Regions from separate parts of the Ovis aries genome. Here region 2 is linked to region 1. Evidence: chromatin contacts called from public Hi-C data. All regions are on one chromosome and are shown on one strand. The core of a region is the stretch at or near the end of the contact, and the rest is flanking DNA. Distances in the headings are between cores, read along the strand shown. Region 1 holds the start of SRP14 (signal recognition particle 14). Region 2 overlaps BUB1B (BUB1 mitotic checkpoint serine/threonine kinase B).

Region 1 (5,639 bases), core at 2,165-4,664:
TCTACTTTTGAAGCATACACTAATCTGATTGCAAATGTTGCAAGCACCTAGAGTTTTGTAATAACCTCTGGGGTCACCCCCATATCTCCCCCAAGTTATTTATGTCCCAATACCTGAACTTGTGAATATGTTATGTTACATGTTTAAAGGACTTTTGTGATTAAATTAAAGATCTCTTGACATGGGGAGATTACCCTGGATTATCTAGGATGGCCTAATATAACCACAGGGTCTTTATAAAAGGGAGGCAAAAGGATCAAAGTCAGTAGTAGGAGACGTGGCAATGGAAACAAGGGGTTATAATGAGGTGAGGAAGGGATGCCATGGGCCAAGGAATGCAAGTGGCTTCTAGAAGGGCAAGGAAACAGATTTTTCCTCTGAAGCTTCCAGATGAGAAGTAGCCCTGCAGACACATTGATTTTAGACTTCTGACCTCCAGACCTGTAAAACACTAAGTTTGTGCAGATTTGTTATGCAGCAATAGGAAGCTAATGCAACTGTCTAATTGGTCTCCCTATTTCCTGCCTTGTCTCCACAGTAGCTTCTCTACACCACAGACCAAAGATCTTTAAAAAATGTAAAATAAATTATCATTGTTCTGTTTAAAACTTCCTTAACAAGAAGCTTTTCTTTGTATTTGGAATAAAATCCAAATTTGTCGTAACCACAGGTCCTATATGAGTCCTATATGAGTTGGTCAGTGGCTACCTCTCCCAGTTTTCCATATTCCTTCACCCCTCCTTCCACATCCACTCCACCCCCACACCCCAAGCCTTATGAACACATGGCAACTTGTTTCCCCTTTGGGGTCTTTGCTCTAGCCATTCTCTGTGTCTGAAACACTCTATTCCTAGATTTTTGAATGGCTGGTCCCTTTAGTTTTAAGCTCAAAGTTCTCCTCAGAGAGATTTCCCTGACACCAACCTGAATCATCCTGTTTAGTTGTCTTCACAGCCGTCATTATCTGAAGCTATACTTCTTCTTTATTATTTATTTCCTTCCTTCTCCTTTAACCCAATTTTCGGGAAACCAGGAATTTGTCTTTTATCCTGCAGTAGCTCCAACTCCAACCATAGTGCCTGGCACAGGCTAAGAGACCCTCAGTGAAAACCCACTGCATGATTTCATACTTGACTGTATCAAGGCCTTAGAGCTGGGGCCACCGAGCCTGGTCAGAGAAGAGGAATAGTTCAGAGGACCCCCTTGGGAACGTAATACAATGGCAATGATAAAAACGACAAGTTCAGTTCAGTCGCTCAGTTGTGTCCAACTCTTTGCGACCTCATGAACTGCAGCATGCCAGGCCTCCCTGTCCATCACCAACTCCTGGAGTTCACTCAGACTCACGTCCGTCAAGTCAGTGACGCCATCCAGCCATCTCATCCTGTCGTCCCCTTCTCCTCCTGCCCCCAATCCCTCCCAGCATCAGAGTCTTTTCCAAAGAGTCAACTCTTCGCATGAGGTGGCCAAAGTACTGGAGTTTCAGCTTTAGCATCATTCCTTCCAAAGAAATCCCAGGGCTGATCTCCTTCAGAATGGACTGGTTGGATCTCCTTGCAGTCCAAGGGACTCTCAATCAAGAGTCTTCTTCAACACCACAGTTCAAAAGCATCAATTCTTCGGCGCTCAGCCTTCTTCACAGTCCAACTCTCACATCCATACATGACCACAGGGAAAACCATGGCCTTGACTAGATGGACCTTAGTCAGCAAAGTAATGTCTCTGCTTTTGAATATGCTATTTAGGTTGGTCATAACTTTTCTTCCAAGGAGTAAGCATCTTTTAATTTCATGGCTGCAATCAACATCTGCAGTGATTCTGGAGCCCCCCAAAATAAATTCTGACACTGTTTCCACTGTTTCCCCATCTATTTCCCATGAAGTGATGGGACCAGATGCCATGATCTTCGTTTTCTGAATGTTGAGCTTTAAGCCAACTTTTTCACTCTTCTCTTTCACTTTCATCAAGAGGCTTTTTAGTTTCTCTTCACTTTCTGCCATAAGGGTGGTGTCATCTGCATATCTGAGGTTATTGATATTTCTCCCAGCAATCTTGATTCCAGCTTGTATTTCTTCCAGTCCAGCGTTTCTCATGATGTACTCTGCATAGAAGTTAAATAAGCAGGGTGAAAATATACAGCCTTGACGTACTCCTTTTCCTATTTGGAACCAGTCTGTTGTTCCATGTCCAGTTCTAACTGTTGCTTCCTGACCTGCATACAGATTTCTCAAGAGGCCGGTCAGGTGGTCTGGTATTCCCATATCTTTCAGAATTTTCCACAGTTTCTTGTGATCCACACAGTCAAAGGCTTTGGCATAGTCAATAAAGCATAAATAGATGTTTTTCTGGAACTCTCTTGCTTTTCCATGATCCAGCGGATGTTGGCAATTTGATCTCTGGTTCCTCTGCCTTTTCTAAAACCAGCTTGAACATCAGGAAGTTCACGGTTCAAGTATTGCTGAAGCCTGGCTTGGAGAATTTTGAGCATTACTTTACTAGCATGTGAGATGGGTACAATTGTGCGGTAGTTTGAGCATTCTTTGGCATTGCCTTTCTTTGGGATTGGAATGAAAACTGACCTTTTCCAGTCCTGTGGCCTCTGCTGAGTTTTCCAAATTTGCTGGCATATTGAGTGCAGCAGCACTTTCACAGTGTCATCTCTCAGGATTTGAAATAGCTCAACTGGAATTCCATCACCTCCACTAGCTTTGTTCGTACTGATGGCCCACTTGACTTCACATTCCAGGATGTCTGGCTCTAGATGAGTGATCACACCATCATGATTATCTGGGTCGTGAAGTGAAGAGCTAATGTTTATTGAGCAGGCTCTATGAGCCGCGCACTGTTTTGTTTAATATTAGCTCATTTATTCTTCAAAGCCACACTGTGAAGTGGATACTATTAGTATACATTGAGGAAACTGAAGCACCGAACTGTTAGGTAACTTGCCCAACACACAGCTGAATGTACACAGCTATAAAGTGAAAGTTGCTCTGTAGTGTCCGACTCTTTGCGACCCCATGGACTTGCCCATGGAATTAACTGAAGTGGGTAGCTTTTTCCTTCGCCATGGGATCTTCCCAACCCAGGGATCGAACCCATGTCTCACGCATTGTAGGCGGATTCTCTACCAGCTGATCCACAACTACAGGTTTCCATCAAATCCTTCCGTGCTCTTACTCCCTTCCGCTGATTGGATGAGGGGATTGCTTGTCTGTGAAATCAGACACACTCCAAAGGCATTCGGGGTCGTCGCTCTCCCGGAACAGAAGGGGGCGTCCCTGAGCGCGGGCGCGAGGTAGGTGGGGCGGAGAAACGGTGGAAGCAGGGATTGTGTGAAAGAGACAAGAAACCTAATAGCGGAAGTCCCGCCCAGGCCGAGTGAAACTTCCGGCTCCAGAGGCTTGGGGCTTGTGCTGACGGAGCGGAGCCAGCAGCGCCGGGATGGTGCTGCTGGAGAGTGAACAGGTATAGCCAGAGATGGCCGGCTGAGGGACCGATGGTGTTTGGGGCTTAGCTCGGGACCTCTGTCTCTTTCTTCTGGAGGGACAGGGACTTGACGAGGCGGGAAGGGGGTTTGTGGTTGCCTAACGGGGCCGGGCTTGTTGTGTTCCAGTTCCTGACGGAGCTGACTAGGCTCTTCCAGAAATGCCGGTTGTCGGGCAGCGTGTTCATCACCCTGAAGAAGTGTAAGCAGCTGTGGACGCGGCAAGGCCGGAAGCGGGCTGGGAGGCGGAGCGAGACCCCGGCCCGGGTGCCCAGTGACTGGGAGCCTCAGGCAGAATCTTTCTGCTGCGCATCCTCTGCTTCCCCTGCCTTCCTCCACCTTATCCTGGGCCCATTCAGAGCTGAGGGGCCAGAGAGTATTAGGGATTGGGGCTGGTGCGGCCCCCAGCACTTAACCACCTAAGTCAGTTCCGGTTCCAGTGGGCCCCAGTCATGTCAGGGCTGTCCTTGTCAAGGATTCCAGGCCGCGCCATGATTAGTGAGGTTTAATGTGCTTTGATATTAGTGTTCCCATCTTGGGAGTAGCAGGTAGGTTCCCAAGATGTGGCCAAGCCATCTGTGATAGCAGATAATGTGGTTAACAGAACTAGATCAGTGGAGGTGGATTAGGTATCCTCTTTGTATCCCTTCCCGACTTATTAACTTTTTGTCTACCTGTTAAGTCTGTGGCTATGTTCAGCAGGATGTATTTTTCATGCAGATGATGGCCGAACTAAACCCATTCCAAGGAAGGGTTCTGTGGAGGGCTTTGAGCCCTCAGACAACAAATGTCTGTTAAGAGCTACTGATGGGAAAAAGAAGATCAGCACTGTGGTAAGTTGGACTCCTAATACTCCTGTTTTGGAATTTTAAAGACTTGAACTTAACTGAGGATGGGTTATATCTGTACCAGGTTTTGTGTTTTTTTTTTTTTTGTAAGTTACTAAATGAAGCCTAGTGTGTAGTTCCCCAGCTGTTAATAGAAAGCCCAAGAGCAAAATTAAAATGAAGGTGGTAGAAGTCAAACACTTGTTAGAAAAAAATATTAGCATATCGGTCCTTACTCAGAGTAGTACTGTAAGGAGCAGCTGGCATATTTGATTCCTTATTCCCTTACTGTGCTGGGGCTTCAGTGAACAGTTTCTTGGTACCAGATGCTTTTTACTTTTAAGCTGATTATTCCTTTATCGTTGTGGTTCAGGTACCAAACATGTATTATATCAGGCTTTGAATTTGAGCATGTAGCCTGGCATGCTACAGTCCATGGGGTTGCAAAGAGTCAGACACTACTGAGCATATGGCACACTGAGTAAGAGTTCTAGCTTTCCCTTTCAAAGTGGAAGTTGATGGGAAAGCAAGAAGACTCCTTGGATCAAATGAATACTTCTTTATTCTACTGGGGCAGAACCAGGCTGCCCTCTAATCAGTATAGGATGTTCAGGATAATGTGGGCTATAATTAGTTGTTTAATCTTCCATTACCAATTATCTTGAGAAGATTTTTACAGTAAAGCAAGCATTTATGTGGCTTAAAAAAATAAAGTTGGGTATCATGAAGTATGGAAAACTAAGGAATCTTCAGACATAAAATTTCTCTTGTGGTAGCTTGCAGTTTGCTTACATGGGCCTGAATTAATGGAAAGTAGGTTTAAAATAAGATGGGGAGGGTGTAATTTAAATGTATCTTGCGCAAAAGGTTAAGTTCTTTGACATTGCTTAGACTCCTTAGAAAAAGTCAGTGCAGTGTGTTTAAGAGATTTCAACAGAGGCGAGAAGCATAGCTTCTTAAGCAGCCCATGTTTCCCATCTTGGTACAATTCTCAAAGTGCAGAGCTACTTTACTTGTTCCTCAGGCAGAGGAAAGTGGAGTAGAAAAATAGCTTTCCCATTCCTGCAGTGGGGAAGAAATATTTTTAAAGGTTAGGATGTCTTCATGAGGCTTTTGAGTTTTACTGGGTGAGGCAGATGATTTTTTTGTGGTAACAGGGGTGATGTTTTCCCCCTTATTTTCCAGGTGAGCTCCAAAGAAGTGAATAAGTTTCAGATGGTGAGTTTCTGGTGTTCTCTGTGTCCCATTTCTTGAAGCAAGAGTCAGCCTAATGTTTAACACTGGGTTGGGTTAAGACTGTGACTTAAGTTCACTGCTCTCCTATG
Region 2 (5,639 bases), core at 1,518-4,017, 140 kb before region 1:
CAAAATAAGGCTATTTATTATCTTAGTTGGCAAAAAGTAGATGAGATGTTAGAAGCACAAATTTAACAAATACTGGTTTATTATTTACAAAATACATAGTGATCATAAGGATACATGTTACAAATTACAAATGGGAAGAGTACAAGGAAAAGTTGAGGCAAATGTGTTAAATGACAGCAAGGTACCCATTAATATTGAGTCCATTTAGAATAAAACTGTTCTTTGTTAAGCTTAGTCAAGGCCAAGAGTAGGTACATTGTTGAGAAGAAAATGCCAGTTACCTAGAAATATACTTCTATCAAAAAGTAGAAAAGTATTAGTAGTGTACCTAAATTAAACCACAGCATACACAGATCCAGCATTCCACAGTACAACCGTTGATTTTAGGCAGGAATCTGTGAGAGGCTTGACTGCCTATCTTGCTGCAAGAGGAAAGCCCCAGGACTGATTAACTTCCCCACTTTCCAAAAAGCTTTGTTCAGGTGACTTTGGAATGTGGTGTCAAACACCCCATTCATTTCTGCTGCAAGTTCCCCCAGAACAGACACTGTGGACTCGTCACTGGCATTCAGAATCCGCAAAAAGAATTTATTCCACAATTCACCATCTTTTAGCCTAAAAATATATAAAACCATTTTCATCAAGATTAGGCATATAGGAGTTTGAATTCTTTCTGTGTTTAACTCAATGGTACATTTATGCACCAACATGGTTTAAGGTAATACCTAACTCTAGGGTTAGAGATCAAGTAGTGTCCTTTGAAAGCGCAAGGTGAAACTACAAAAAAAAAAAAAAAAAAAAGACTACCACAGTGGGAAAAGTTATAATACAATGAACACACCTAAAGGGAAAGAAAATCTTTCATTTGAATCTATAAATTTCCTCCATGTACTGAGATGCAGCACTTCTACAACTAGAAGAAAAACAAAATTTCTCTCCTCTCCTCTAACTTTCCTAATGTCTAGGTCATTTAAAAAGATGACAGCTTCCTCTCTCCCCTTGCCCAGTAGTTCATTATCTTTACAACCTTCGAAGAATCTTAAGCTTGACTGAAGAAACTACTGCTTAAGTCTATGATGTTTGTATTAAAAAAATAATTTTTTTTAAACAGATAAGCTTCTATTATTGTATAAGGCAAGGTTGTTAGAAAATCCCACCTGCCCCTACCTGCTTCCACTTGTGTAAGACTCATCTAGGACCATAACCAACTGGAGATACCTAACTCTATCCTATGTTATGCCTTAATTATATTTCAAACCCATTTTGAAAGTATATGTTAGAGACAAATAAGACTGGCCAATTCTGAGTAAAGAAAAACAACAATTCAATTGTTGGGAGGGGAAAATGGAAGTAAAGTGGTATTAAAGTATCAATACTGATTTTTCTTTTAACTAAAGAATCTATTAGTAGGTGATAGATTGTTATACTTATTCTGGGAAGTTAACAGCTATGATAAGGTAAGATGGAAGATGGGATATTTATCAAGTATTACGAGCAGGCTTGAGGGAATACTAAGGTTCTAAGACCGAGCAACTCTTACTAAGAGAGCATTTACTTCCTCACCAAGGAGATTCAATTCTCTGCTTTGGTTTTATTCATTCACTAAATAAATAATAGCCTAAAATTGTGTAATTTAGAAATTTAACTCTCTTCAAGAGATGCTTATTACCTTTTCATAAAAGCAATTAAAAAGGGGTATAAGACTAACACCAATTGGTTAGAAATTATTCTCACAAAATGTTTCTATTAAGACGTCTAAACTGAGAGACTTCCATAGTCAACCTATATGTCGTATTTATATATCTAGGTTCAAAATAATGTCCTGAAGCTGAATAGTTTGATTCCCTTTTTATTAATAATTCCTTTGTCCTACACAAGGTACTCCACTGAAGATCTAATGAAAACTGGTTAAAATTAATGAAATCATGGCATTTGGATTAAGAAACCAAGCTGTCAAAGCTGAGAGAGCACCGGAGAGAAAGAGAAGATCATTTGGACAGGCAAAGATCCTGAAATCAGCAATACTTACTCAGAAATATTTTGGCTAAGTTTCCAGAGGGACCCATCCCAGAAGACCTGTAGGTGCTCCTTGAACAATAATAAATGCGCTAAATCTGCTACACCAAACAGATCTACCTGAAATCACAAAGAGCACTATCAGCTAAAATCACTCTCTGCCACTATGATGCCAGTTTATTTATACAGGAAGTTGACAGGCATTACAGTGCTTAGCTCAGTTTATTTTATGACATACATTTTAGTAGACTGTTCTTATCCTTACAGTGAAGGGAGAAACTCCCCAAAGAAGTGAGCAGCAGAGCCAACTCTAGGAATTATCCTTAAGAACAAAAATATCTGGACTGTCAAATGCAAATTTGTATACCTACTAAATATGCATGGACTCCAGCTGTGATCTAAATGTGTTGCACGTGACTAGTTCACGGTTATGCTATATATTCAATCAGCAAATGCCATATATCCAGAGCTAAGTCAAAAGGGATTTTTGCATATAATGCCACCATATAAAACAGTTTACATTTGTCCTAATGTTCTTTTTATATACTTTATTTCATTTATTCCTCACAAGAGTTCTAATGTACATATAGCAAACTATTATCTTTATTTTACAGAGAGGATCACAGAAAATGATTTACAAAATACAACACAGATAAGTGGTAGAAACGGCCCTGACACTTAGGCTACTGAGTTAGTCATGTGTCTGCACGTGTATGTGTATATTCTTCAGTGTTGTGACAGAAAAACGGTACATTTTGCTTGACTTGGTGATATATGAAAACTAGGTCATCTGTTTCAGGAGAGACAGTATCAGCAAACATTAGCTTTCATGGCTTATTTAGGTAAGAAAGAGATTAAGAAACCCTCTCCATATTTGCTCTGGCTTATTTTACACTTACCTGGTAGGCAGAAGAACAGTTAGCCAGGATCTTTTGTCCTTCCAGGGTCTGTACAGTCCGAAAGCCACTGAGGTTAAAAACGTCTAGCTGTGCCCTAAGGTCAACACTGTAGGAGAAGTCCACTATCTTCAAAGCTTGATTGTTCTTATTAAAATCATAGGGATCGTGGATTCTAAGCCCAAATTTAAGAGAAGGAGATTAAAAAAACAGGCCACGAAAGAAGCTGCATAGCTGGTCTTTTAAAAAAAAAAAAGCAAAGAAAAAGAGGAGGTACTGCAGGTGTGCTTTAGCTATGCCAATAGCTCCCTCAAGTGGTTAGTTGTGAAAATGCACCTGTAAGAGAAGTGCCTGTATCCACCCAACTGGGGAATGTCAAGAGTGGTTTACTGGCCTAAGCTATAGAAGCCAAAGAGCATGGTCACAACAGAACACTTCCCGAGTTTTCATATTATATAAACTAAGTACCAGAAGCAGAATGCAGGCCTGGGCCTTGTACTATAGATATTAACATATATAATAGCAATAATTCATACACTACCAAGGATTACGATGGAGGAAATTAAGCTTTTATAGGTGGCATAGCCTTTCTTGTTTACTATTATAGATTAGGCTTTCTGAATGTCATTCAGACTCCTTCATTGAATTTAATCAAAAACAACATAAGACTGTTTTTTGGTAAAGTGACACCTTTACAAAATACTGTAAACTATCCTGTTTACAGTAAACTAATACCATACTCTATCTTATACTTATCTGTAATTCCAACCCTTATTTCCTTAAAAAATACACACACACACACAACTTCATAGCACTAAATCACTACTGATTTTCCTTGGAATTACCTATTCCATGTAATAAAGCTGTTCTCCAAAGAGATATAGGAATTATTTATATGAGGAAAACATGGATTATTTTTTATGTGTTCCTTTTCTTTCTCTGCTTTCTCAGTTCCTGATTGATATCAATGGCAGGTCCTATATTTCTAAATAGAGGCTTTGATTAATCCTATCACATATACCTCCACAGCACCAGCTTATCTATTTTACTTTAAAATTTACAACTGTTCCCATTTTTCTTTACAATTTTGTTTTGGCCATAAAACTGTAATCCCCAAATATTTTCAAAACTTGGGAGAGGTAGGAAAATGTTTCTTAGAATAATGAAAAGCAGAAAGGTCTCCTAACTCTCTAATCTTCCATTCACTGTTACCCTGGGCAAGACATTCCACTTTCTTGGATCTCATTTTACCCACACACAATGTAGAAACTGCATTAAGTGACTTCAAAAGGCTCTTTCAATTCCTTGTGAATCTATACAACATTTCCTATCAAATTTGAAAAGTTGTGACATATTAAAAGGCAATGTCCCTTGAACACTATGTGGTTTTCTAGAGTCCTCGGGGGACTGAGAGGATATCTAAATATACAGAATACAAATGCCCAATCCTAAAAAGGCTTAGAAAATCTCTTTGCCTACAATTCCTGAGAAAAGCCCTGTGAACTCTAGTACTATCCCTCTGAAATTTCAGTGCTGTGAAACAGAATCAAAATAAAAACTGTACCAGGGTTTTTCACATTTAGAAACATATGGGGAGATTTTTGGTGATCACAATGACTGGTTGACTGTAACTTGTATTTAATTGGGTGGGAGGTAATTATAGGGGAATAGATATAAAAATCCTGAAATGCTTGGACCAGACTCGCACTAAGTACCTGTGGTACTCTGGATGAGAAATGCTGCTGTATTATGCTTGGGGAAGCCTTTAAGACTCCACCATCTCAGGAAAGAAGGTAGGAAGCTCTAGTTCTTTTGGTTATGATTGCAGGAATACATTGGAGATTCTTTTATTTAATTTCCATGCCAACTATGATCTGGAGTCTAATTCAGTTTCTTCTAACAGAATAAGTAGTCAGGAGAAATGTAGAGAATGATTCCAGCTTTTAGTGTTCACCAAAGACCTCAAAGAGAAAATTAACTGCTTACCCAAGTCACAAGCTTGGGACAGAAAAAGCATCTTTAAACTACACTGCTTACTCAAACATCATGAGATCAATGATCACTAGAAGGGCGTGCTGGTCTTCTAGTCCTTTCCATAAAACAAAAATTGTTGACCATTTTTGCCTTGTTTATGCCTCAATGTTTTCTATATTTTCTTAACTGAGTATCTGGGTTTCATCTCTTATTTCCTGCTCTGAAATTTCCTTCCTTGAACTTGATGGCTACACTGGATTTCAACACTAAGCCCCTTTTCTTGGCATGGTTTGCATTCGCACTCTGGTTTTACTTACTCCTCTCAGCAATTACCTCAGCTTGGTATGATTTAAACTTTGGTCTTTGAAACTGAGCAGTGCCTCAGCTTTGCTAGCAATCTACCTAGTACTGCACTGGCCCCACACAAAGGAACACTAGACAGCCCACTTCACACTCCACAAGTATTTATCTTTTACATCTCTCTAAACAGGAATCATCACAACAGAGTGATATCGTTTTTTCTGGATTATTTCCTCAATGTGTGTGTGTTTTTTTTTCCTTTGAATACTTTTAAACTATTCTCAGTGACTACTGACTTTTAGGAAGCAAATATCCTCTTAACATACAGTATTCTTTAATATAGTATTTATCAAAAGGCAAGAGAAAATGGAAACTACCCATGTTTTAAGCCAAAGCTGATAGAATTATAAGAGAATGAAAAGGACCAACCTGTTTCTAAGAATCAGGCTCCTT

Evidence for each region. Hi-C and Micro-C count contacts between places; a contact is called where the count stands out from the background.
Region 2: a contact with region 1 is called in a Hi-C map of tail adipose tissue, with 4 times the contacts expected there. The contact joins the enhancer-like site here to the promoter of SRP14 in region 1. A contact is called at or near these places in 6 of 16 Hi-C or Micro-C datasets (blood, mixed tissues, omental adipose tissue and 2 more).

Annotation. Positions count from the first base shown.
Region 1 is chr7:33,902,999-33,908,637 of ARS-UI_Ramb_v3.0, reverse strand. SRP14 (signal recognition particle 14) reads left to right here and starts at 3,414. Exons shown (of 5, transcript XM_004010441.5): 1 at 3,414-3,468; 2 at 3,617-3,689; 3 at 4,208-4,320; 4 at 5,500-5,532. The coding sequence starts at 3,445.
Region 2 is chr7:34,044,124-34,049,762 of ARS-UI_Ramb_v3.0, reverse strand. It overlaps BUB1B (BUB1 mitotic checkpoint serine/threonine kinase B), which reads right to left. Exons shown (of 24, transcript XM_042252264.1): 21 at 5,616-5,639; 22 at 2,916-3,087; 23 at 2,030-2,136; 24 at 62-615. The coding sequence ends at 384. LOC105608910 (a long non-coding RNA gene) reads left to right here. Exons shown (of 5, transcript XR_006060351.2): 5 at 1,879-2,547. Among named protein-coding and RNA genes, the nearest start is that of PAK6, 16 kb to the left of the region's middle. Within about 2 kb of position 2,767, at least 3 of the 54 cell types and tissues checked have an H3K27ac peak or open chromatin away from gene starts, as enhancers often do.